6 separate regions of the Mus musculus genome follow, and all the other regions are linked to region 2. The links are chromatin contacts, called in public Hi-C, HiChIP or PLAC-seq and promoter capture Hi-C maps. All regions are on one chromosome and are shown on one strand. Each heading gives the region's core, a stretch centred on a gene start, on an enhancer-like site or on the middle of the called end of the contact. The rest is flanking DNA. Distances are from core to core; before and after follow the strand shown. Region 1 holds the start of Cacnb3 (calcium channel, voltage-dependent, beta 3 subunit). Region 2 holds the start of Ccdc184 (coiled-coil domain containing 184). Region 3 holds the start of Rpap3 (RNA polymerase II associated protein 3). Region 4 holds the start of Rapgef3os2 (a long non-coding RNA gene). Region 5 holds the start of Endou (endonuclease, polyU-specific). Region 6 holds the start of Vdr (vitamin D (1,25-dihydroxyvitamin D3) receptor).

Region 1 (3,649 bases), core at 39-2,538, 470 kb before region 2:
CCCCCCAACTCTTGTCCCATCTTTCCAGGCAGTCTTTCTGCTCTCTGAGCTCCGGGAATCACTGTCTAATGAGCTGATTTGTCTCAGTGGGTCAGGAGATAAAAGCAAAGAGAAGAATTAAATATTTATTGGTTGCCTGGTTCTCGGAGCAAAGAGCTTCCTTCCCATCCCCATGCCCCTGAGCTCCCCTGGCCTCACCTCCAGGCCCTCCTCTGCAGGGGGCTAGACTGAACACAGTCTGATGGCCCACCCCTGTGGTTGGTGGCCTTTCCAAGAAGCTGAGCTAGAGGCAGTGGTGAGTGAGAGCAGTCAAGGCCATGCGCAGGGGGGGTGGGCAGAGAGGAAAAAGAGACCAAGTTCTAGAATTCCTGTCTGCAGAGGCTGGTACGCGAGTCGCTAATGTTCTTCCAGCTCCCTAATTTGTCATTTACTTGAGGCACAAGTCCGGAGTGTCTCCCCCGGAGCTCAGCTTTCCCTGTTGTGTTCAGACCCCATGAACCCAGGATACGGAACTCCAAATGTTCCATGTTCGCTCTAAAAACCTCGGTGTCGGGGCCTTCTGTCCTCCCCTCCTCAGCCTCCTATGTCCTGAGCTTTGGGGCCACCTGCTCGAGCCTTCCCCCTACAGCGTCCCTGTGCACACACCGGAGTACCTGGGATACCTGGCTATGAGAGACCATCTTCCCACTTTCCTAGAGAGCCCCCCGCCGGCTTACGCGCGCTGCCCCGCTCGCTGCCAAGGCGTTTTTCAAAGTGCAGAACTGGGGGAAGGGTTGAAGAGAGAGAGGTGTCATCCCAACTCCCCCACCCCCACCCCCCACCCTCCCCCGCGGGCACTCACCGCCTCCGAGTCCTCAAACCCGGGCACGTAGGAGTCGTCATACATGGGGGAGTCCGGGGTGGGTGGGGGGAGCGAGCGGCGCCGGGGGCGAGGACGGCGGGCCGCGCCCGAGATGCCACCGAGCCGCGCAGCCCTGCGGGCGGCGGCGGCGGAGAGCGCGAGCGCGAAGGAAGGAGCGAGCCGCGAAGACCAGCTGCTCGCAGCTCAGATCACCGCTCCCCTCCCCACCCCCCAGCCCAGCCGGTCCCACCCCGAGCGCGCCAGCGCGGCTGAGGAATCTGCCGCCGGCTCCCACAACAATAGTGCCCGCCCACCTGACCCCCTCCCGGGAAGACGCGGGCGGCGGGGGCGCGGCAGCCAGGGGGGACCCGCCGGGGCCGCGGAACCGGGCGCACGCGAGTCGGGAAGGTGGGTCCCCGGCACCTCCGGGGCCGGGGCGGCGGGGAAGAAGGGCGGAGAGGCTGCAGGCGGGGCGGATCCCGGCGGGGAGGAGGCGGGGCGAGGAGAGATGCAGAGACAGGGACTCTCGCAACCCAGGAACTGCTCCGCCGGGAAACAAAGGGCTGGCGCGGGGGAGGGGAAGGGGAGAGACGCCGCAACCAGACGCGAGCCCGGTGGAGAATCGAGAGGGTGCGGGCGGCGGGGAGGATGGCTGGAGAGAGAGGAGGACTGGAGGCAGGGAGAACGCGGAGACAGGAAAATGGAGATCTAAAGGAGGACGGACAGCAGATGGGGAAGAGGTCTCAGGTGATCCGGCAATGTCAGCTCTCTGCAAGTCCTGGAGACACCCAAAGCAAACCCCGCAGTGGTACTAGGGAGAAATGGTTTTGAGCTCCCAGACCCGTGCCATGAAAGCAGCTCCTGCCCCAACAGGTGCCCGGCCCTCTCCGTTCCGGGCTGCGGTAAAGGGCCGACCCTTAAGAAGGGGGAAGTTCGGGGACGGTGGCTAGGCCTCCCCACACCTGTTGCACGGGCAGATTTTATCCAAGTTAAGCCGGGATGGAGATTCTCTTCTTCACTTCCCTGCCAAGGATTGTGCCAGACATTGCCAAAGCATCCGCGGGAACTGGGGCAGAAAGGGGCTGTTTTAGGTGAGCTTAAAGGGTGGAGCAAAGGTGCGATCCTGACGCTGAGGTTGGGAAGGAAGAAGGGTAAAGCCTACCGCTTTGCAAAAGACCAGAATTACGTACGGTGTGCAGGATGCTGGTTCTAATCATCCAGCACCAGTCAGCGCCCTCCACCCCCACCCCGCCATTCGAGGAAAGAGTCGCAATCTCTGAAGAGATCTTCTAAAAGCTGTCATCATTTGAGCTCGCTCCCTTTTTACATCCCTCCCCCCCCCCCCCCGACCAAAATTTTCCTTTTGCATTTTAACCTCCTGCTTGGGCATCCCAAGAGGATGTGAGGCAGACACCAGCCGTGCTTGGTGTCTCGCTTTCTCAACTCAGCCCTTTGCCACTTCTAGCTCCTGAAACCCCGGAGGGTGTAAGTTCAGGACACTTGCCCACCCTTCCGGTTACAATTGGGAAGGGTTCAAGAGATCTATAGAAGGTTCTGTGCGGTAGAAAGGAGAGGAAGACCACCCACCCAAGCCAACTGGCTTCCCACCTATATCTTATCTTCCTGTTCCCTCGGTAAGAAAAAGATGGGGGGGGGGGCTCATCTAATGACACCCTAGTCTGTCTCCTGACTGAAGGACCGGCAGGCAACTTTATTGGAGCCCTTGTGTCTGAGGGCACCAGCTGCAACTGGGGGAGGCAGCTTCCACTGCTCCAACCCAGTGTGTTTGAGGGTTAGTTCGATATCTTCTGTGTCCCCAAGTACTGCCTTGTCCTGTACCATCCTTTTCCTTTGTCTCCTTAGTCCCCTCTCTCCTCCCAGAGGGTGGAGAAGTGTCAAAGAGTAAGACCCTTCTGGCTCTCTTCTCCTGGAAGAGGGTCCCGTCTGGAATCTCCTCCCCTGGCCTCTCTAATTTTGGGACTGTCCACCCACCCATGGGGATCCCTGGACTGTTAGGCAGCAGATTTGCTATCAGCCTCACGGGGACCTTGTTGTCCTCATCCCCAGCTGGGACAATGGTGTCTAAGTCGGCCTCTGAGAAATTCGTTGCCATGCCAACCACCTCCTCCTGGAGATGGGTTCCAGTTCCTCATACCTACAGGCATCCCCTGGGTCCTGCAGGCACTTGATCTCCCCTCTCTCCTCCTATACCTCTGAGCTGCCACAGAATGTCCACTTCCTTTCTCACTAGAGCCACACCTGCCTATGCCAGTTCTCCTGCTAATCCAGCTGTGGAAGCAAGATCAAAGAGGAAAGCCTTAAAAGACCAGGTGTGGAAGCGGAGAACCTCTAGAAAACTAACTGGGCAGCAAGTGGGGAAACTGAGGCAGGAACTGGGAGTTCTACTCCAGGTGGAGGCCCCTCACATTCCAGCTATTAGGTTGCCCCCTCCCCGGGAACTCAGAGAGGGTCACTGAGGGAGCCTGGCACGGCCCTCCTTTCAATAGCGCCCCTTCCTCAGCTCCCCAGTCAGACCTCTCTGCATGTTTTGCAGGAGGCGCCAGTTCCAGCCTTCCCTTCCTCTATTATCCAGAGCTCTCAACTCCTGTTTTCGCTCCCGCCCCATGCTGCAGTTTCCCCCAAATGCGGGAGCTTTTCTCCCACCCTTCTTGGGAGGGGGCCCCGGAGGTTACCTCGTTCAGCAGGAAGGTTGCACTGGAGTCAGAAAAAGACATAGACCGGGTTAGCGGCCTCTCTCCCTCCCCCGGGCCAGGGGCTCCGAGGCGGGAGCGGGACCCAGCCGCGTCT
Region 2 (3,732 bases), core at 809-3,308:
GAGGGCTCACACACTACTACACAAGTGGACACACATAACACAAGACATTATGGAGGCAACACCAGAAAGCAGAGGGTACCGACATATTGACAGGAAAAAAAAAATAATAAAAGGAACTGAAGTTAAGCAGGTATAGCCAGAAAAGACAGCTTGGGGCTGCAGCGCCCCCTCCCCCAAGAGTTCCTCAGATGTCCCCTTAAATCTGGACAGTTGCTGAGCAGTCCTAAGTCTCTGCCTGCGACCTGAGCACTTTGTTCTCTAGGCCCAGGTGAGTGGCCAAGCAATCCCAGGTGAAGTCAGCGACGGGGCAGGCTCGGCTCTGCATGCTCAGTGCCAGAGCTTGAGCTCTTGTGTCTTCATGCACATCAGAGCCAGCTCCTCCCAGCCTAGGGGCCCTGGGAACCCGAGTACCCTGACTCCTAGGGCCGCAGTTCCCTCCTCAAGCTTCCTTTACCCATCAGCAGTTGCAGAGCGATCTGTAAGGGGGAGAGGTTTCCGCAGAGCACTGAATATCTTGGGTTTGGGGAAAAGGGTAAATTTCCTGTTGCCAGAACAGAATACCCCAACTCCTTAATTTCTAGGTAAATAGAGATTATTTGCCAAAGTCCTAGATGACTCCTTTTTCAGAATAGAAAAAGCAGAATTTTATTTACATAATTCAATGGTCCTCCTGTTTCCTAGGAAGAGGGGAAGGGGGCAAGGTAAAGGGATAGATGAGAGTCCAGAGATGGGCACGTCCTTTCTGGGAACCTCACCTTTCTGCAGTTTGCTATGATGCCTGCTTGGGTGGAATTCGCGATGCTTCCAAAGTCCTTGACTCTACAAATCCTTCTGTGAGGGAGTCTCTCTCCCTGACCTATAAGGACCACGTTTGAAGTGAAGAACACTGCACCGCACTGTTCAGTCCCCTCGGGTTAAGCACTTGGAAACCCAAAGCCAGCGCGGGTAGTTGGTTCCCTGGTGGGGTCTCCCTCACAGAGAGGCCTCGCCCTCCAGCTGCAGCAGGGTAATGTCAGGAAGGTCGGGGGGCTCCACAAGTGGCCCATCCTCCCCAAGGAGACCGGGGCTCTCAGAGAGCTCGCAGTGACTGGTGGGTGTGGCGGGGTTAGGTGTCTCTTTCTCCTCTTCGTCCTCGTCTTCATCAGGATCACGACCCAGCAAGCCGCTGTCCTCGATCCCAGGCGAAGGTGTCTCTGGTTCATGGGGAACACTTGGGAAGCTCCCCTTGCCGCCGGCCACGCCCAAGCCTCCCTGGCGGGGCGCAGTGGTCATAATCTGGCACATGGAGACTATAGCCCGCTGGTTGGCGCACACGTCGTCCGACAGAACCTGGATGTGCGAGGCCTGCTCGTCCAGTGCCCCTCGCATGGCCCTCACGTCCTCAAACAGGGCCTGCAGCTGGGCCTTCAGGTGCTCCATCAGTTCCTTCATACCGCCGTTATACTCCCCAGAGATCACGTCCCCCACGGCGGGCACCGTGGACACCTCCAGAGGCGCTGGCATGTCGCCGCCGTCCTTGGTCATGATCTCCAGCAGACTGTCCTCCATTGAGTGGCAGAAGCGGGCGGTGGCAGCTCTGGGTCGTGTCCAGCGGGCCTCCAGGGTGGGGGAAGGGTGTGGAGGGGGAGAGGTCCCGGGAGGGACGGGGTGGAGCCCAGGGACACCTAGGCTCCCTAGAGGGGCGGGGAGCCTACGTGAAGAGAGCGGCCCCAGGCAGAGGACACGGGCGGGATCAAGGAGGGCTGAGAAGAGTCTATGGATCGAAGACCTGTCTAGGGTCCCGGGACCAGGATCTTCGGGCTTACCCAGGGGGCAAAAGTGGCTTGCCCGCTCGCCTCCAGTGTGGTACCTATGTCCCCGCCGCCCTCCCGGCAATCACCGACAAAGAGTGCTCACAGGTCACAGAGGCGCTCGCAGAGGGCTCGGGGTCGAGACGGGGACCCGCAGCGCGTCAGTCTCGGGACTCCCCCCAGCCATCCACCAGCAGTGCCCGCGAGTGCGGCTGGAGAGGCAGGGGCGGGTCTCCCGGCGGCGCCGCGGATGCTCCCCCGTTTCCAAGGCGACGCACGGCACGTAAATGACGTGTGTCTCCATGGCAACGAGGAAGTGAGGAAGAAAGAGAACAGGGTTCCGAAGCTGCAGTGAAGCTCTGTTGTATGGGCTGACGGGCGGGGCAGGGATGCTGCAGTAGCCTCAGAGAAGCTGCAAAGAGCATGTGGCTGCAATGTTTAATAGGACAGCATGAGAAAGCAGTTTGCTGCACGACCCCCACCCCCAAGCCGGAGAGAGACCGTCTGCCTGGGGGGGGGGGGGGGGCTTTTCACCCGCTCTCCGCATTCCTTCCTTGGAGGACCATGGGAGAGCCAGGTCCATCCTCCAGCGGCCCACAGGACTGGGTAGCGATTGTTAATAATCCCAGGCGAGCTGGCAGCACCAGGCTTGGAGGTGCAGAGGAAGGCGGAGGGAGGCGCGACCGATCTGCTTCTCCCTTCTGCAGCAAAAAAAAAAAAAAAAAAAAAAAAAAAAAAAAAAAAAAAACAAAAAACAATTTTCCCTCCCTCCAGAAAGCTCAGGGTGAGATACAGTCTCTTATGGGACCCAGCTGTTTCTACCCAGGTTGGGGGGGTATGAAAATTATGAAGCTAAGTACTTAAATTCCGAGAATGAAAACTCCATAACAACAGATTCCCCTCCCCTGCACCCTCCATCACGGAATCCCCAGCGCTTTAAATAGCGTCCGAGACGCAGAGAGCAGATGATGTATTTGTGGAATAGCTACTTAAATAAGAGCCACCAAGTACCATTCTCCTCCCCAGGATTCTCCAGCCCACACATAGTGGACTTCAGAAGACCTGAATACAATTTCCTTTCAGCCCTTAATGACTGAGAGACCTCAGCTGACATCGTTTTCTTGACGGACCGAATAATAGTGTTTCTAAATCTGAGTTAACACTGGACCGAAGTGCAATTGAGTGAATTATTAGGGCCAGCGCCCCTAGTTCCCATCTTTAGATGCCCACTAACCACCCCTGTCCTTTGTGAAAACTCCTTCCCCTACTTAGAGGGTAGAGCAGGAGAAGAGGAGGAGGAAGAAAATTTGGTTATAATATATTTAGAGACGACATAGGCTGGGAAGGTAGTCATCTTGTAGGCTATAACACGCTGACATCGCTTTGATAAAAGGAAGCCAAGTGGTCAAAACCCTGAGTTTACAAGACTCTGGGAAGGAGAAGTAAATGAACAGTGCTGTCTAACTGTATAAAAAATTAAGTGTGGGTGAGTGTCATTGGTCACCTGTAGTTCAGTAACTGCAAGTGTGTTTTTTAATTTCCCTGGTTGTATGTCTTGGCGATGAAGAGTGTCCAGCCAGGTTTTTGAGGCACCAAAGAACAGATTCATCTATGCCTGTCTTACTGCTACTGTTAAAATAAAAGCAAATTAAACTATCTTAAAGTGCCCAGGGTCGGAATGTTTACATAAATAACTTAAGACATATATTGGACAGATGTGAGAAATTTGATTTCCCCAAAACAAAGATGAACACACACACACACCATGCAGTATTGCTTTCTAAAAACTAATGATTAATCTTGTTTCCTTGCTCCTTCAACAAATTTGTTGTTGCTCTTGCCTCTGCCATTCTTGCCATACATGGTCAATAAACTTTAGATGATCCCTAAGCTGGCTCATGAAAGAGCAGAACACTTTTTCTTGGTATCCCTCGGCACAGAG
Region 3 (3,692 bases), core at 680-3,179, 460 kb after region 2:
ATGTAGTTGCTTTCCTATGAATGTCAACGTCTGTTTTAAATAGAATTATGGCTAATTTAGACACATTTAGATTCTTTTAAATTTTTATTTATTTATTTTTAAATTAAAATTATTTTAAACTTTATGTGTTTGAGTGTTTTGCTTTCATGGTAGTCCTGTGCATCACATGTGTGCCTGGTGCCCCGGGATGTCAGTTCTCTGGGAACCAGAGTTACACACAGTTATGATCCACCTCTGGGAATCAAATCCAGGTTCTCTGGAAGAACAGCCGGTGCTCTGAACTGGCGAGCCGCCTCTCTAGCCCTATTTCTATTTATTTTTGTTTATTTCAGACCGGGTATCATCACATGACTCCGGTTGGTGAGGAACTCACTATGTAGACCCTGAACTCGCAGAGATCCACCTGCTTCTGCCTCTGCAATGCTAAGATTAAAGGTGTACCCGAGCATCCACATTAAAAACATTTTTTTAAACCTAGTTTGTCTGCAATGGCACCTGCTGTGGGTGGTGGAGTACACAGAGTAGGATTTGCTACAGAAACAGTTACACTTTGTTAAAAGCTAGTTTATCTACAATATCATCAGAAAATAATGCTCTTTTATTTTTATAATGTGTAAGAGTGCTTGCCTGCATATATGTATGTATGTATGCACACCACATGCACGCCTGGTGCTAAGAGGCCAGAAGAGGGCGTCAGATCCTCTGGAATTGTAGTTACAGAACTGTTAACTACCACATGGGTGCTGGGAACTCAAGTTTTCTGCAACAGGGAACAGCATTCTTTCTTTTTCTTTTCTTTTTTTTTTAAAGATTTATTTATTTATTTATTTATTTATTTATTTATTTATTTATTTATTGTATGTGAGTACACTGTAGTTGTACAGATGGTTGTAAGCCTTCATGTGGTTGTTGGATATTGAATTTAGGACCTCTGGAAGAGCAGTCAGTGCTCTTACCCGTTGAGCCATCTTGACAGCCAGGGAACAGCATTCTTAACCATGGAGACTTCTCTTCAGTTTCTGATCTTTACTTTTAAATGAACTTAAAAGACAACCAGTCACACCATGAGGGAAAGAAAGATCCTAATGATATGACCTAGTGAGGAAAGACCAGGGGCGGTTTTTCATTGACAGGCAGGTAGATTAGTGTTTTGCAGCTGCACAGCTGTACCCAGTGCTTTGAAAATGACTGATGCTGAAGTTGTATCGAAGATTAATTATGTCAAACCTCTGGGATAAGATTCATAAATCAGCGTGTGTGGGATACACACCTGCACGGCTGCCTCCCTTGTGTGATTCGAAGGTTCAGTCAAACTTGTGAATGAATAACTGATCTTTGAGATGATATGTTTTCCATTCAGTTTGAAAAAAGTTGGTTTGTGGACTTAAAAAATTATACCCATTGCATTGTACAACAGAGTTATTACATAGGAAACAGCTTCACTCACAAAGGAAGCAGAAGCAAGCATTACAGGTTTCAGTCATTCTTTTAGATAAGCCAGGGTCTATCTAAAGATAGACACAAGCCCGAAATCTACAGATAATCTTAGAAAAGGAAAAAGATTAGTAGCAAAAAAGCACAAGGAAGACCAGCAGCCACATACAAGACTCAGAGAGAAAACAGCAGAGTTCCAGCATTGACAGTTCTTAGAAGTTACAGTAACTTTCTCCTAGGATTTTCAGAGGCTACAAACATCTCGTTAGTGGAAAGCAGGGCAGCTCTCAGAAACACAATCGAGGGGAGTAAAAGGCTTTATGCTTTGGAGGTCAATACGTCAAGATGGGTGCACTTTGGGGGATCCTCACGCTTAGTCTAGAAGAGGTTAGAACATCAGTCTACGTCCACCGCCAGCAAAGCAAGAGCAGCCGAGCGCGGGAGCCGAACCTTCTGCGCACGCTCGAGCGGCGCGCGGGGCCTTGTGGGAAGGCGCAGACCTCCGGCGGTGGTGTAGGACGCCGTGCGTCTCCCTGGAGCCGGTGAGGTTGGTGGCCGCCGTGGCGGGTGAGTAGGCTTTACCGTTCCCGCTGGCTGCAGGGGCGTGGGGTGGAAGAGCGGGGCTGGGCCCGGGCCGGGAGCAGCGGCGGGGCGCCGGGGCTGGTTCCCGAGTGCGCTCTCCGCGCGCTGCCCAGGGTTCGGCCTGAGCTGGCTCCGCGTCCGGGCTCGGGCGGTCTGCGGTGGCGGGACCTCCGGAGCCACGGTCCCGCGAGGGCGGCGGACCTGCGGGCTCCGTCAGGCCAGGGTATGCAGGCTTGGCTTGATACGGGACGTGAACGTGGTTCCCCAGGCTCTGGAAGTTTCTGGTTGCCTGCGGAACGAACCCCGTCCTGGCAGCATGGGCTGCCCTAGGACCCGGGGGTGGGTGGAAGGAGAGCTGCCGCCCTTACAGCATCTCATGGTCTGCTTGTTTGTTTAGAGACAGGGTTTCTCTGTAGCCCAGGCTGCCCTGCAATTCGCTGTGTAGTAGACCATGCTGGCCTCGAACCGCGGGCCTCTGCCTCCCTCCTGAGTGCTGGGATTGAAGACGTGCAGCGTTTAAGGGTCTCGTTTTGCAGGTGTACTGGTTTGTGTTCAGCAAAGCGTTATGCGGGATTTGTTTATGAATGAAATGCATGCGCATAACCAAAAGTGGACACTGCTTGACGCTTAAACTGCCTCGTTGAGGCTGAGTCAGAAGATCCGTTTTACACTTTTTGTTTGTTTGTTTTGTTTTGTTTTTCGAGACAATGTTTCTCTGTGTAGCCCTGGCTGTCCTGGAACTCACTCTGTAGACCAGGCTGGCCTTGAACTCAGAAATCCGCCTGCCTCTGCCTACCGAGAGCTGGGATTAAAGGCGTGCATCACCACTGTCGGGCCGAGCCGTTTTAAACAGCCTCTTTTTACTGGGGGTGGGGGGTGGGGGGGGGGAAAGCTCTTATAACCTCCCTCCAAGTATTCCTATCTTAAGGTACCTAGTCCAGTCACTTTACCCATTGTATCTATCTGCCTGTCTGTCTTCTGTCTCTCTTACAGTCTTCAGCATCTTTCACATGTTGGCAAATGCTATGTCCTAGCCCTTTAAAACTTACTCTTAAGGTGTGCTAAGGCGTCATGTTGAGTTTAATTTGTGAGGCCCCCTCTGCCTCCTGGATAGCTGGAACCAGAAGCAGTGGTCGACTGTGCACCGCTGTGAGCTTCATGTGCTTCCAATGGAGTTACATTAGGAAAGACAACGTTAACCCCTGTCCCATGTAACGTGATTCATTTAACTCATTTCTATCCGTAAAAATCCTGCGACTATTCTCAGTCTTTTTATGACCTAACGCCATGAACATACGAGCACGTGTGTGCGCTGCTAAACTTTCCTACTTAACATGTTAATTTTCTCAGGCGGTGGGTGGGTGGCAGCTCTCATATGGGCCCAGCTCCCTATAGGTACTGCCACCTCCTTTTTCTGATCTTCCTGTTCCCTAAGGCTGCCACTCTTCAGGCCCTGCCGAGCTTCCGTCAGTACAGTCTCTGAGCACGTTCAAATGCAAGAGTTTCTACCTTATTAATGGTGTCACCCACATTTCTCTCTAGTCCTTTCTATCTACTCAATACCTTCTGATGGCCCCTAAGTGCTCACATTCAACATATTCCAGACTGAAACAATCCTCTTACTCATCTGCCCCCTCCCCCAACGTGCGCGTTTTCCTTTTACAATTGCATTGCTT
Region 4 (3,628 bases), core at 71-2,570, 410 kb after region 2:
CCAGTGACTTCCACCCCATGCTGGGCTAGGCACTCACGTCAGACCTCGGGTCTCTGCTTGGGTAGAGGGAAAAGATGCCTCTGCTCGGATCTGCGTCTCAGAGAAAGGTCTTGGATCCCACAGCCCCAGCCAGCACTTCTCCTTGAGTGTAGGGAGGTGTGGTGGGCAGAATGGATGGAAATGAGACCGCCTTGGGTGGGAGCTCCAATTTACCCACACCTGGTTGACAATCCTGCGCCTGCGTGGTTATGTTATGCAGGGCGCTTGAATTCACATCCAGTCTTGTTTCCCTGAAAGTCGTGAGGGAACACATCATGTCTGCCTAGCACACCTAGGATGTGGGGGTGTCAGGAAGGTGGATATGCTCTGAGCTGGAAAGGATGCCTTGAGAGGGCTTGTAGAGAACAGAGCAGCCTGCCGGAAGCTGGGCATAGGCTCTCCATTTTCAGATGGATGGACAAGAGGGCTGTGAGGGCCTTCATGGCTGTTCGGCAGGGCACTTTTGCCTTGGAGCCCCTAATGGAAACATTGTTACCAAGAGCATCAGTAGGCAATGTTTCTATGGTAAGCCAGTTCCGGGCTACCAAGGCCTTCCCTACCCTTACAGGGCTGTGGCTTGCAGTATCTGCTAGAGAGAAACAAGCCTGTCAGCCACGGCCACACCTCTGCCTTTTTAAAGAGTAAAAGCTAATATGTGCACAACCATACACCAGGCAGTGGTTAAACACGCACTCTGTGCCGGCTCGTGGGGGCCCTCCAAAAGCTCGAGAGTTTCGCTCATTTACGCTTTAGAGATTCTGTACATAGAGCTTTAGTCCAGACCCTGTGGTTGGGCACAGATCTGAGCCTGAGGTCAGCCTGTAGACCCTGCCGGAAGCTGGTGTTCCCAGGCCTCCTAAGGTGTTCATGCCCTGGCCTCTCCTGAATCTTGTAGCACATCTTCTAACTTCCTTTAGCTCCACCCCCGACCAGCTACAAACGGGGCCTGTTTGCCTAGCAGCCTGAGTACGTGTGGGCCCTGGCTGCGCAGAATAGAAATCTTGGGGTTCTCACCTGCCGCACACTGGTGTGGGAAAAGGTATCTTCTGAGAGGGGCAGGGAGGGGTCCTACTCCGTGAGTCCGAAGAGCCCCCACTGACCTGCAAACTCTTCGTACTGTCCTCAGACACCACTTACCAACAGCGAGGACTCCCTGGATTTCAGAGTGAGTCTGGAGCAGGTATGAGCTGAGGAAGGCAGAGTTGGGAGGGGCTATGGGCTGCAGGGGGCGGTGTTCAGGGTCAAAGTCTGTGGTCCCCTTCCCCGCTTCGTCCCAGGCCACCACAGAGCATGTGCACAAGGCAGGGAAGCTCCTGCACCGCCATCTCTTGGCCACGTACCCTACCCTCATCCGAGACAGAAAATACCATCTGCGACTATATCGGTGAGTGGTGAGTTGGGGTCCGGCCTGCCTTCTTCCCTTTCCTTCTCTCCGGCAAGCATCTGGGCCCAGCCCTGCTTTAAAAAGGGGTGCGGGGGGGTGGGCTGGGGAGTGGGGGTTTAGGGAGTGGTGGGTGGTGGGAGTGGGGGGTGTAGAAGAGCTGTACGTGGGCCTGGATGGGTGGTGCCTTTGGATAGAGTTCCACATCCTCCCACTTTGATTCTCTGACCCCCTGCCATTCCCCACAGGCATTGCTGCTCTGGCCGGGAGCTAGTGGATGGGATCTTGGCTCTGGGGCTTGGGGTCCACTCACGGAGCCAAGCCGTGGGCATCTGCCAAGTGTTGCTGGATGAGGGTGCCCTTTGTCATGGTGAGCTGAACTCTGATTGGGCACTAGGACTGGGTGGGGGGTAGGGAGACCCGACCTGGGGAGTGGACTCTGGTGGGAGCTGTGGAGAGGTTTAAGGCAAGTGGTTCACCACCTCCCTAAGGCTGAGACCCCTTGTGTTGTGGTGACCCCAACCATAAAATTATTTTGTTGCTACTTCATAACTATAATCCTGCTACTCTTATGGATCATAATATAATTATCTGATATGTGATTTCCCCCAAAGGGGTATCGATACACAGTTTGAGAACCGCTGGATTAAGGCATTCTGATATTGCTAGAATTAAGTCCAATCAACACCTCACCTGATTTTCTTTTCTCTGCCATATCTTGGCTCCCCAGTAAAACATGACTGGACCTTCCAGGACCGAGATGCCCAATTCTACAGGTTCCCTGGACCGGAGCCCGAGCCTACAGGAACTCAAGATGTGGAAGAGGAGCTTGTTGAGGCTATGGCCCTCCTGTCCCAGCGAGGGCCTGATGCCCTACTCACCGTGGCGCTCCGGAAGCCGTGAGTGAAGAGCCTGCTTCTGCTCCCATTCCCACATGGCCTTCAGTTCAGATTCCATAGACTCTCTGATTCATCTTGGGGAAAGGACCTAGGCAGTAGAGGCTCAGCCCCCACATCCCAGACCATCTCTCCTATTCCTGAGGGTGTAGGGCCAGAGGATCTAAAGGCCCTACCCACTGGCAGAGGATGTGGATTTTGGACAGAAAGAGGTCAGGATTCAAAGTCTAGTCCAACCAGCTAGCTACTCACTGGGTGACTTGGGCCTCTCCAGCCAGCTTCCTTCCTCTTCTGTCAAGTGAGGATCACCATGCTCATGTCCTCGTGAGAGTGGAATGAAACAGTCCACAGACAGTGCTTAGCACAGTGCCCGTCCCTGGGGCTCACCCACAAAGCCTGCTATTGATAACCATTGGCTTGACTGATTGCTGTGGAGTGGCCAGTTGGCCCCAGGCCCCAGCGGGCAGGTGGCGTGGCATGGCGCCTCCCTGGCTCCGGTCCACGATTCTCAGGGCTTCCTCTGCTCCTGCAGCCCAGGTCAGCGTACGGATGAAGAACTGGACCTGATCTTTGAAGAGCTGCTGCATATCAAGGCGGTGGCACACCTTTCTAACTCGGTCAGTACACACAACTGGCTTGTTCTTCAGCCAGACCCCTTCCTACTGCTAGATGGGAAGTGGGGGAGGGGAGGAAGGAGGGAGGAGGGAAGTTTCCTCCCCTTGTCTATGGCTATGAGGAAGACCTTTGTCTAAGGTCTTCTTTTTTAAATTACAGTTTTTAAATTGTTTTATTTCTTCATGTGTATGGATGTGTTTGCCTGCCTGAATGTCTGTATACAACATGCATGCCTGGTGCTCATAGAATCTAGGACAGGGCACTGGATCCCCTGGAACTGACATTACAGATGGTTGTGAGCTGTCAACCTGGATGCTGGGAATTGAACCCAGGTCCTCTGGAAGAGTAGCCAGTGCTCTTAACCACTGAGCCATCTCTGCAGTCTCTCCACCTAGTTTCTTACCACCAGACCTCAGTTTAAATATTGTCCATTCCGTTCCCTTACTGTCTTTGCCACATCCTAGGGACAAGTGTCTTGACCATAGCTCTATCCTCCAGTGCTGTCTTTGGATATACCCTGACTCTCAGCTTGTCTCTTTCCCCAAGGCTACCTCTATTGAACTTCTTTTCTCCACCCCTAGGTGAAGCGGGAACTAGCTGCTGTTCTGCTCTTTGAACCACACAGCAAGGCAGGAACTGTGTGTAAGTTGGGTTGGGCCACTGTGTCTGGAGCCATGGGGCAGTGGTGGGTGATAGG
Region 5 (3,401 bases), core at 703-3,202, 440 kb after region 2:
AATGGTTTCCGGAAGGCCAGAGAAAGAGCTTGCTATGAAAACACAAGAACCAGAGTTACGATCCCAAAATACAAATAAAAGCCAGACACAGTAGTGCCTGAATATGCAAATCCCAGAACTCCTTTGGGAATATGGGAGGTGGTGCAGACAGGAGAATGGCTGGAAGATCACAGGCCAGTGAGCCTGGCAAAGACCACCAGAGATTATAGAGATCGTGTCTTAAACAAGAACCAACACCCGAAGCTGTCCTCTGACTTCTGCATGTGTACGGTAGCATGCATGTCCCTGTACTCATACGTATAAACATAGACACACAAACATACACACAAATAGAGAGACAAGCAGACATACATACATACATACATACATACATACACACACACACACACAGATGGAGACAGGCACACGCAGACACACACACAGAGGCAGAGAGATGGAGACAGGCAGACAGGCAGATAGACAGACAGACAGATACACAGACACACAGATGAAATAGATAGGTAGGTTGTAAGTAGGCAGACAGATCAATAATGAGAATAGATATATAACTCACAGGGAGAATTGTTAAGGTCTAAACCCCGTTACAACATAGCACTTAGTATAAAATGGCGGCTGGATAGCTATCACCAAACAGGATACCCACTTCCAACATTTCTGATGGCTGCCTGCCCTGAGCCCTAGCAGCCTTGGCCTCTTTCCCTTAGCATTCTTTCCCCTCACCCTTCACCATGCACCTCCCTGGATCCTTCCCCACGCTGGTCCCAGTTTTCTGGAGTTTCCATAGTGGCTCCCTGGAAAAGCTTGTCAAGATAGAAGCCTAAGTGAGCATCTAGCTGCAAGAGAGCCGAGGAGGGGAAGCGGTGGGGTTCCTAGATGACCAGCAGATAGAAAATCCTGTTGGGGGTGCATTCCACCTTTTCTGGGTGCTTGTATACAATGCTGTGAGCATCCGTCTTAATTAAGGTTTCTATTGCTGTGGTAAAACGACCCGAAACAATTTGAAGAGGAAAAGGTTTAATTTGTCTTACAATCTTCCAGTCACAACTCATCACTGAGGGCAGGAACCTAAGGTAGGAACTTAAGTAGAAGCCATGGAGGAACGCTGCTCACTGGCTTGCTCCCGTGACTTGGTCAGCCTGCTTTCTTATACAACCCAAGACCACGTGGCCAAGGTTGGCACCGCCCACAGTGGGCTGGACCTCCCATGTCAGTCATCCACCATGGAAACGCCTCACGGGTTTGCCTATGGGGGCATCTTCTTCGCAGATGACCCTAACTTGTGCCAAGTTGCTGTAAAACCTAGCCAGAAGGAAATCCAAGTTTCTCCCCAAGTTACCTCTGCGTGAACGAGCTGATGACTGCTGACTTAGTGTCCTGCTGTCTTTCCCTCCAGATCCCTTAACTAATTTTCTCTGTGCTGGTCCATCTTAGGCTATAAAGTCCTAGGGGTTAAGAACGAGATCTGTGAGGGGAGATGAGCAGTCCAGAGAGGATGCACCTCTACCTCTTCAAGCATGATGACACCCAAGGGAAAATCCCACAAGCACTTGGGATCACGGAAGGGATTTCTATACTGAATGAGAAACGCACCAGCTATGTGACCACCGCCATTCGAATGGGAATCTAGAACTACAGTCTCCAGCAGGCCAGGTCTGGGACTGGGGGTAGGTGGGTGTTTAAAATAGATCATCCAAAGAGGAACACATTAGTGCTCCTCACTTGAATAGAGAACCTGCCAAACTAGGTTCATCTTGCTGCGTCTGCTAGTGTGGCCTATTTTCCAGCTACAAATAGCAAGCATTACCTGTTTTAAACATCTGGCATGACCTGCCTGCTTAGTCACCTTCTCTTAGGCTTCAAACAGCTGTGGGGCCCCTCCCCCTCCCCCTCCTCCTCCTCTCTACCTCCTATCCATCTGTGATCCCTCCCTCCCCCCTTTCCTTCCTGGAAGGATCCAGCCACACCAGATCCACAAGTCCTGGTGTCTTTAAAAGGATCGGCCTGAGGGATACGGCTCATCTGGGCACTGTGACGTTCATCTTGATTGTGGTGGGAAGTCCAACGGCCGCTCTGCTGCAGGTGGCATCATGAAGGCCCGTGTTCCTTTTATAGTGGCTATGCTCTGTGGTCTAGCCTGGGCTGGTAAGTCATTCTCTGGTGGGCACGGGCGTAGGCTGGGTTGCCTAAAGAACAGAGTGCTGGGGCATAACAGGATGAATGATGTCCTAACCCAGTGGACCATTTGACCTGCCCTTGCTTGAGGTTGCAGGATCAGGCTCTGAAGTTGGCTAATGATGTGGAGGGATTGCAGAGCTGAGATCTTGGAGGATCAGCTCCAACATCACTAGAAAAACCAGACTCCATACTTGGATGAGGTTTTGTTTTCTTGGGGCTACTACATGGTTTGGAAGGGAAGGAGGTTGCTGAGTTGGGGTTACCTGGATGCCCTTGGTCACTCGCTCTTCAGCTGCCTGGTGATAGGTGGGAGTTAGGAGATGGGTGGGCTCAGGAGGAAACCAAAGCCCCTGACTCAGAGGTGAGCCCTGTCCTACTTGGGAAAGAACAAATGACTGGTTAGTGTGATGGGGTGGGGGTGGGGTTGCCCCAGGTTAGGGGAGCTGAAAGGTAGAGAAGGGATGGGCCTTGCATTTGCAGGTAGTGATGGAAGGAGATGGGGACTGGAAGAGGAAAGGGACACTGTCCTGTTCTGTAACTGTGCAAAAGCTGCTACTGCTGTGTTAATTAGCGACTAGTGGGTGGTAGGGAGGAGAGCCAAGGGAGGGAGCTGAGCTCCAGGAGAGTCAGAGTTCCTGCCATTCCAGCCTCCCAGGGTGTTCCTGCCTCGGACTCTGGACAGGATCTGATAAGTCAAGGCAGGAGGAGCAGTCGAGGGCTCAGCCCGTTGGGACTTGTTGGGTCTGTAGCATAAAGATTTCTAGGAGGAGCTGAATTTTGCGATCTTCCCCATCAGGGGACGCACAGAGAAACCCCAGGGGGATTCCTAAATAGGGAAGGCATGGAGGGGAAAAGCCATTCCCATGGCTCTCAACACTACAGGCATCTCTTCGAGGACTCAGCTCTGCCTAGGGCTGGAATGGAAGAGGAGGAAGGGAAAGAAGAAGAAAGAAGCCTATGTAAGCTCGGGACCTTACCTCAGGTCTGCCCACTGAGGGAATAGAGGAGAGCGTGTGGGACTAACTAGTGTAGGAGGATGGATGGTCAAGGAGCTTGGGATAGGACTGCGTGGGAGACATCTGGTCCTTGGAGGAGGTCCCCGAGGGTATGGCTGTAGTGGTTTTAGAGGTTCAGGCAGCCCTGGGCTACTAGGGCTGAAAGTGATGGTTAGCCTCTGCTGTTACATGGATGGGAGGTGAGGGGAGAGGGGATGGAGAGACAGCAGC
Region 6 (3,481 bases), core at 172-2,671, 260 kb after region 2:
GGGGGGGGGGATTTCAAAATGCCCTAAGGTGTTGGCTGTTGAGACTCCCTCCTGTGCTTTTCTTCTTGAGAGAGTCAGCTTTCCCCTGATGTTCTAGAAAGTGATTCTTTCATTTAGAATAAATGATTTCTTTTTTCATTTAGAATAAACACCAGCCTGGGAGGGCTCCCAAAAGGCCTCTTCCATTCATTCATTGAGTTTAAACACCATGTGTCACATGTTTTCTGAAAACGTTGAAGCCTTCCCAGAATGTTTCCACTACCGTCTCTTAAAGAGCTCCTCACAGCTTCCCCTCAGACCCCACTGTCTGGAAGCTCTTTCTTCTATTTAGCCTCCGTTGGTTTCTTGGGGACAGTCAGCAAGAGCTGGAAGGGGCAGTATTTCTTCCACTCTAACACCTCTGTGTGAGGAATGAGAAGTGCACTAACCGCCAGGCTGGGCTCTCATCCTCCACTGGTCCACGGCTTGGTCTGTGCAAATCACTGGGTTCTCCACCTCCCTGTCCCCACTGAGCCTCCTAAACATTATCTTTCCTAACTACAGGAGGTCACCAACTGTCCAGTGACATTGGGGGTATCTGTATTCTAGAACACCCTTATGTTTATTTATGCATACATCTCCTACTCAAAAAAGGGACCCCTATAGACTGCGGAGCACGGAGCGTGTGAGTAGAGTAATCTTTATCCAAATTTTTCTACAATGAGTTCTCAGGAGCCATGCACAGTTCCAGGTCTTGAGGTGAACTTTGTGCCTTTCCTTCACACCAGGGTCTCGGTGGCAAGGGATGATCTGGGAGGCAGAGACCTCAGAAGCTACAGCAAGGCTTGCTGGAATGAGATGCAATTAGCCAGGAACATGCTCCGTCGGTGTAGTTAGCAGAAGAACGTCAGGTAGGAGAGAGGACGCAACTCCAACCTCCAATCTGGTTTTCTTGGGCTAATCCTAACCAGTAGAGTCCGGCTGAGCGCCCTGCAGGAGAAACTCACCTGAGGTTCCCCATCCGGCGCGCGCAGAGAACGGCTCCCTGCAGCGCGCCGCGGGCGTCGGGGTCCCGGGTCAACTCAGGTACGGGTGACACACCTGGGGGAGGCGTTTACAGCAGATTGGGTAGAACCACGGCGGCAGGGGTGGGTGGTGGCTACATCACGGATCATCACAGGCAGAAACGTGGATTTGCACACACGACATCATCAAATACTGTTCCACGGAAGGCAGACGCCTGTGCTGCACTGTGGCTGGCGGTCCTGGAGCCCCTCACAAGGCAGGGCCTCCAAGGCGACAGTGCAGTGGTTGATTCCAAGTCAAGAAAGTTTCAGGGCTTCAGAGGACTGAACTTAGTGGGCGTGGTTGAGGGGCAGGGCGGTCCGGGGGCGGGGCCTTGCGGGGGCGGGGCCAGGTGCTGAGCAGTCTCTGCTTGTCAAAAAGCTGCTGCCGAGCCCTAAGCACGGGAAGCGCCGAGCTGTGTGTCCACCGCCAGACCAGGTGCGGATCGGGGTGCAGGGGGAAGGGGGTTCTGGGTGAGTGGTTAGACCCGGGGCAGGCGTCTGGGATCTAGAGGTCTCAGCGTTCGGGTGCAAGCGCTAGAGTCCAAGACTCGGAAAGCAAAGTTGGCGACTGAGATCCGGGCTGTGGTGCCATGAGGTTGGGACTCTGAGAGGGCACCCAAGTCTGAGAAAGCTGAAGTTCGTACGAGGCTGGCGAGGGGACAGCCACCTCCGCGATGCTCAGGCGGCTCAGCGTGGGAGTCCTTAGCTAGGAGGGTGCTCAGCGCTGGACAACAAGAAGCGTTTGTTTCTTTCCTGGGACGGGCGCTTTGACTTGGAGTGGAGGAGTAAGAAGGGAGTGATTGGCTGTCGATGGTGCTAAGGTCTCTGGAGGTGGAGTGTGTAGAGCCTGTTTATTACTTCGCGGAGCCATGTGTGATCACCAGTGATAGTGGAGTGGAATCTTTTATATGGAGTTTTTTCCTTTTGTGCTTGCCTTTCTAAAACCGCCGGTGCTTTGAGACCAGTGTGCTAGGTTTCTCTTTCAGGAGAGCCTGTCCACAGATGTCCAGAGGGACTCGAGGGTGAGCGTGGAAATTGAGAAAGGGGTTTTAAGGACTAGTTTCTGTTTGGAGAGTGAAGGGACTTGGATGCAAGAGGCGAATCTAGGTAGGATCTGCGTGTGATCTCCAAGTCCACTGTCTCCACTATGACTATCCCCTACCTGAGGCTGAATCTGCCTGGGCTCTGGGAGCCTTGGCTCTCTGAGTCTGAGCAACCCTCCTCCTCCTGCTGTTCCTCCTCCTTCTGCTCCTCCTCCTCTTCCTCCTCCTCCTTCTCCTCCTCCTCCTCTTTGTGGTGAATGAGTCAGCCTCCTGTCTGGGCCCAGCAGCGGTAAGAGGGGCCAGAGCCTAGGCAAGCAGTTGGGCAGGCATTTTCTGGGCATTGCAAATGTTCCCTTGGACAGAGTTCAGGTCTGCCTCGATGCCCCGAGGAAAGCCATCTTCTTCATGACACAGGAGGTGGGGGGGGGGGGAATGTCAGCAAAGGCTGATGGGCAAGGGATGATTCCAGGAGATGGCCACGAAGAGACAGTGGCTTTGTGGTAAATCCTCACCTCTTCCTATTCTTAAGAACTAGAGGCACATCCCAGTACTGTGGAGTTACCAGGCACTGGTTCCATTTCTACCTTGTCAGGTACCCATCTTGTCCCGTAAGGCAGGCATGCAGGAGAAATCAGAAGGCCGAGGGAGCAGAAAATGCAAGGAATGCTCTCCCCAGGCTAGGGAGGAAGAGTGGACTTCTGAGGGGCAGAGAGCAGTTGTCTGGACCCAGGACCGTCAACTCTGTAAACTAAGGGTTTTTATATTTGGGGGCCATCTCTATTCCTTCTCTAGCTGAAGACTGGAGAGAATAGTGTGTGCAGCCAGAACAGGAGACAGTAGGAGTGAAAGTGTCTGCCTTTGTTTTGGATACTAGAGACCCCTTGAGCAGAAATAGGTGACCCGTAGCCTTTTCTACCTTGTGTGAGGGACACAGGGAGGACAACAGGGACATTGCTTCAAACTGCAAAAAGTAGGAATCCCCAGTCAGTACTCCTGGTCAACTGTGATTTGCTTCCTGACCAAGATAGAGAAGGGAAAGGAGAGAAAGGAAGAAAGTGGGGCAGCTTAGCCGACCCCCACTCTTCTCCAGGCACAGTCATAAGTCTGCGTATACTCTAGCGGCCCTGGTGCGTTGGGCTCTACTTATTTATAACATGATCTATTAGTCTCCCTCCCCCGCCCACCTCTGAACTGATCTCTTGGAGGGACTGAATCCCCTGGGAAGCCCCTAGAGACCCCCTGGCCCTCTGCCGTAAGCACAGATTGTAGATGTGCAAATCCTAGGCTTTCAGTAGAGGAAGGCCTAGGGTCTAAATAGGTAGACCGAGAAGTCACCCAAGACAGGAGAATGCTGCTGTTGAGTGTTGCATCCTATATCTTAGAAATTGTCTG

The links. Promoter capture Hi-C pulls out the DNA fragments that hold promoters and counts their contacts. Hi-C and Micro-C count contacts between places; a contact is called where the count stands out from the background. HiChIP or PLAC-seq counts read pairs in DNA pulled down with a chosen protein or histone mark. Capture Hi-C pulls out chosen DNA fragments and counts their contacts.
Region 1: a contact with region 2 is called in a promoter capture Hi-C map of adipose tissue. The contact joins the promoter of Cacnb3 here to the promoter of Ccdc184 in region 2. A contact is called at or near these places in 1 of 39 promoter capture datasets (the C10 cell line), 3 of 484 Hi-C or Micro-C datasets (the N1E-115 cell line, embryonic fibroblasts and embryonic stem cells) and 1 of 9 other capture datasets (adipose tissue).
Region 3: a promoter capture Hi-C map of embryonic stem cells shows a contact between it and region 2, with 3 times the contacts expected there. The contact joins the promoter of Rpap3 here to the promoter of Ccdc184 in region 2. A contact is called at or near these places in 6 of 39 promoter capture datasets (the 3T3-L1 cell line, the C10 cell line, embryonic stem cells and 2 more), 1 of 15 datasets of contacts at CTCF or cohesin (embryonic stem cells), 13 of 484 Hi-C or Micro-C datasets (B cells, the G1E-ER4 cell line, the N1E-115 cell line and 6 more), 1 of 115 datasets of contacts at active chromatin or transcription factors (embryonic hindbrain) and 1 of 9 other capture datasets (embryonic stem cells).
Region 4: a contact with region 2 is called in an H3K4me3 HiChIP or PLAC-seq map of bone marrow-derived macrophages, with 5 times the contacts expected there. The contact joins the promoter of Rapgef3os2 here to the promoter of Ccdc184 in region 2. A contact is called at or near these places in 7 of 39 promoter capture datasets (the 3T3-L1 cell line, embryonic stem cells, hippocampal neurons and 2 more), 1 of 115 datasets of contacts at active chromatin or transcription factors (bone marrow-derived macrophages) and 1 of 9 other capture datasets (liver).
Region 5: a promoter capture Hi-C map of stem cell-derived epiblast-like cells shows a contact between it and region 2, with 5 times the contacts expected there. The contact joins the promoter of Endou here to the promoter of Ccdc184 in region 2. A contact is called at or near these places in 21 of 39 promoter capture datasets (the 3T3-L1 cell line, 3T3-L1-derived adipocytes, the C10 cell line and 12 more), 1 of 15 datasets of contacts at CTCF or cohesin (embryonic stem cells), 11 of 484 Hi-C or Micro-C datasets (B cells, the G1E-ER4 cell line, the N1E-115 cell line and 6 more), 2 of 115 datasets of contacts at active chromatin or transcription factors (T-cell acute lymphoblastic leukemia and large pre-B cells) and 1 of 9 other capture datasets (embryonic stem cells).
Region 6: a contact with region 2 is called in a Hi-C map of Th1 cells, with 3 times the contacts expected there. The contact joins the promoter of Vdr here to the promoter of Ccdc184 in region 2. A contact is called at or near these places in 3 of 39 promoter capture datasets (the 3T3-L1 cell line, hippocampal neurons and liver), 1 of 484 Hi-C or Micro-C datasets (Th1 cells), 2 of 115 datasets of contacts at active chromatin or transcription factors (both in embryonic stem cells) and 1 of 9 other capture datasets (adipose tissue).

What each region holds. Positions count from the first base shown.
Region 1 is chr15:98,632,406-98,636,054 of GRCm38.p6, reverse strand. Cacnb3 (calcium channel, voltage-dependent, beta 3 subunit) reads right to left here and starts at 1,288. Exons shown (of 13, transcript NM_007581.3): 1 at 842-1,288. The coding sequence starts at 886.
Region 2 is chr15:98,166,132-98,169,863 of GRCm38.p6, reverse strand. Ccdc184 (coiled-coil domain containing 184) reads right to left here and starts at 2,058. Exons shown (of 1, transcript NM_177716.3): 1 at 1-2,058. The coding sequence starts at 1,548. The coding sequence ends at 973.
Region 3 is chr15:97,704,059-97,707,750 of GRCm38.p6, reverse strand. It overlaps Rpap3 (RNA polymerase II associated protein 3), which reads left to right and starts at 1,929. Exons shown (of 17, transcript NM_028003.2): 1 at 1,929-2,001.
Region 4 is chr15:97,759,270-97,762,897 of GRCm38.p6, reverse strand. It overlaps Rapgef3os2 (a long non-coding RNA gene), which reads right to left and starts at 1,320. Exons shown (of 3, transcript XR_384421.2): 1 at 1,054-1,320. Rapgef3 (Rap guanine nucleotide exchange factor (GEF) 3) reads left to right here. Exons shown (of 28, transcript NM_001177810.1): 3 at 1,166-1,219; 4 at 1,317-1,423; 5 at 1,669-1,790; 6 at 2,151-2,319; 7 at 2,849-2,933; 8 at 3,513-3,573.
Region 5 is chr15:97,729,956-97,733,356 of GRCm38.p6, reverse strand. It overlaps Endou (endonuclease, polyU-specific), which reads left to right and starts at 1,952. Exons shown (of 10, transcript NM_001168693.1): 1 at 1,952-2,142. The coding sequence starts at 2,088.
Region 6 is chr15:97,906,236-97,909,716 of GRCm38.p6, reverse strand. Vdr (vitamin D (1,25-dihydroxyvitamin D3) receptor) reads left to right here and starts at 1,421. Exons shown (of 10, transcript NM_009504.4): 1 at 1,421-1,482.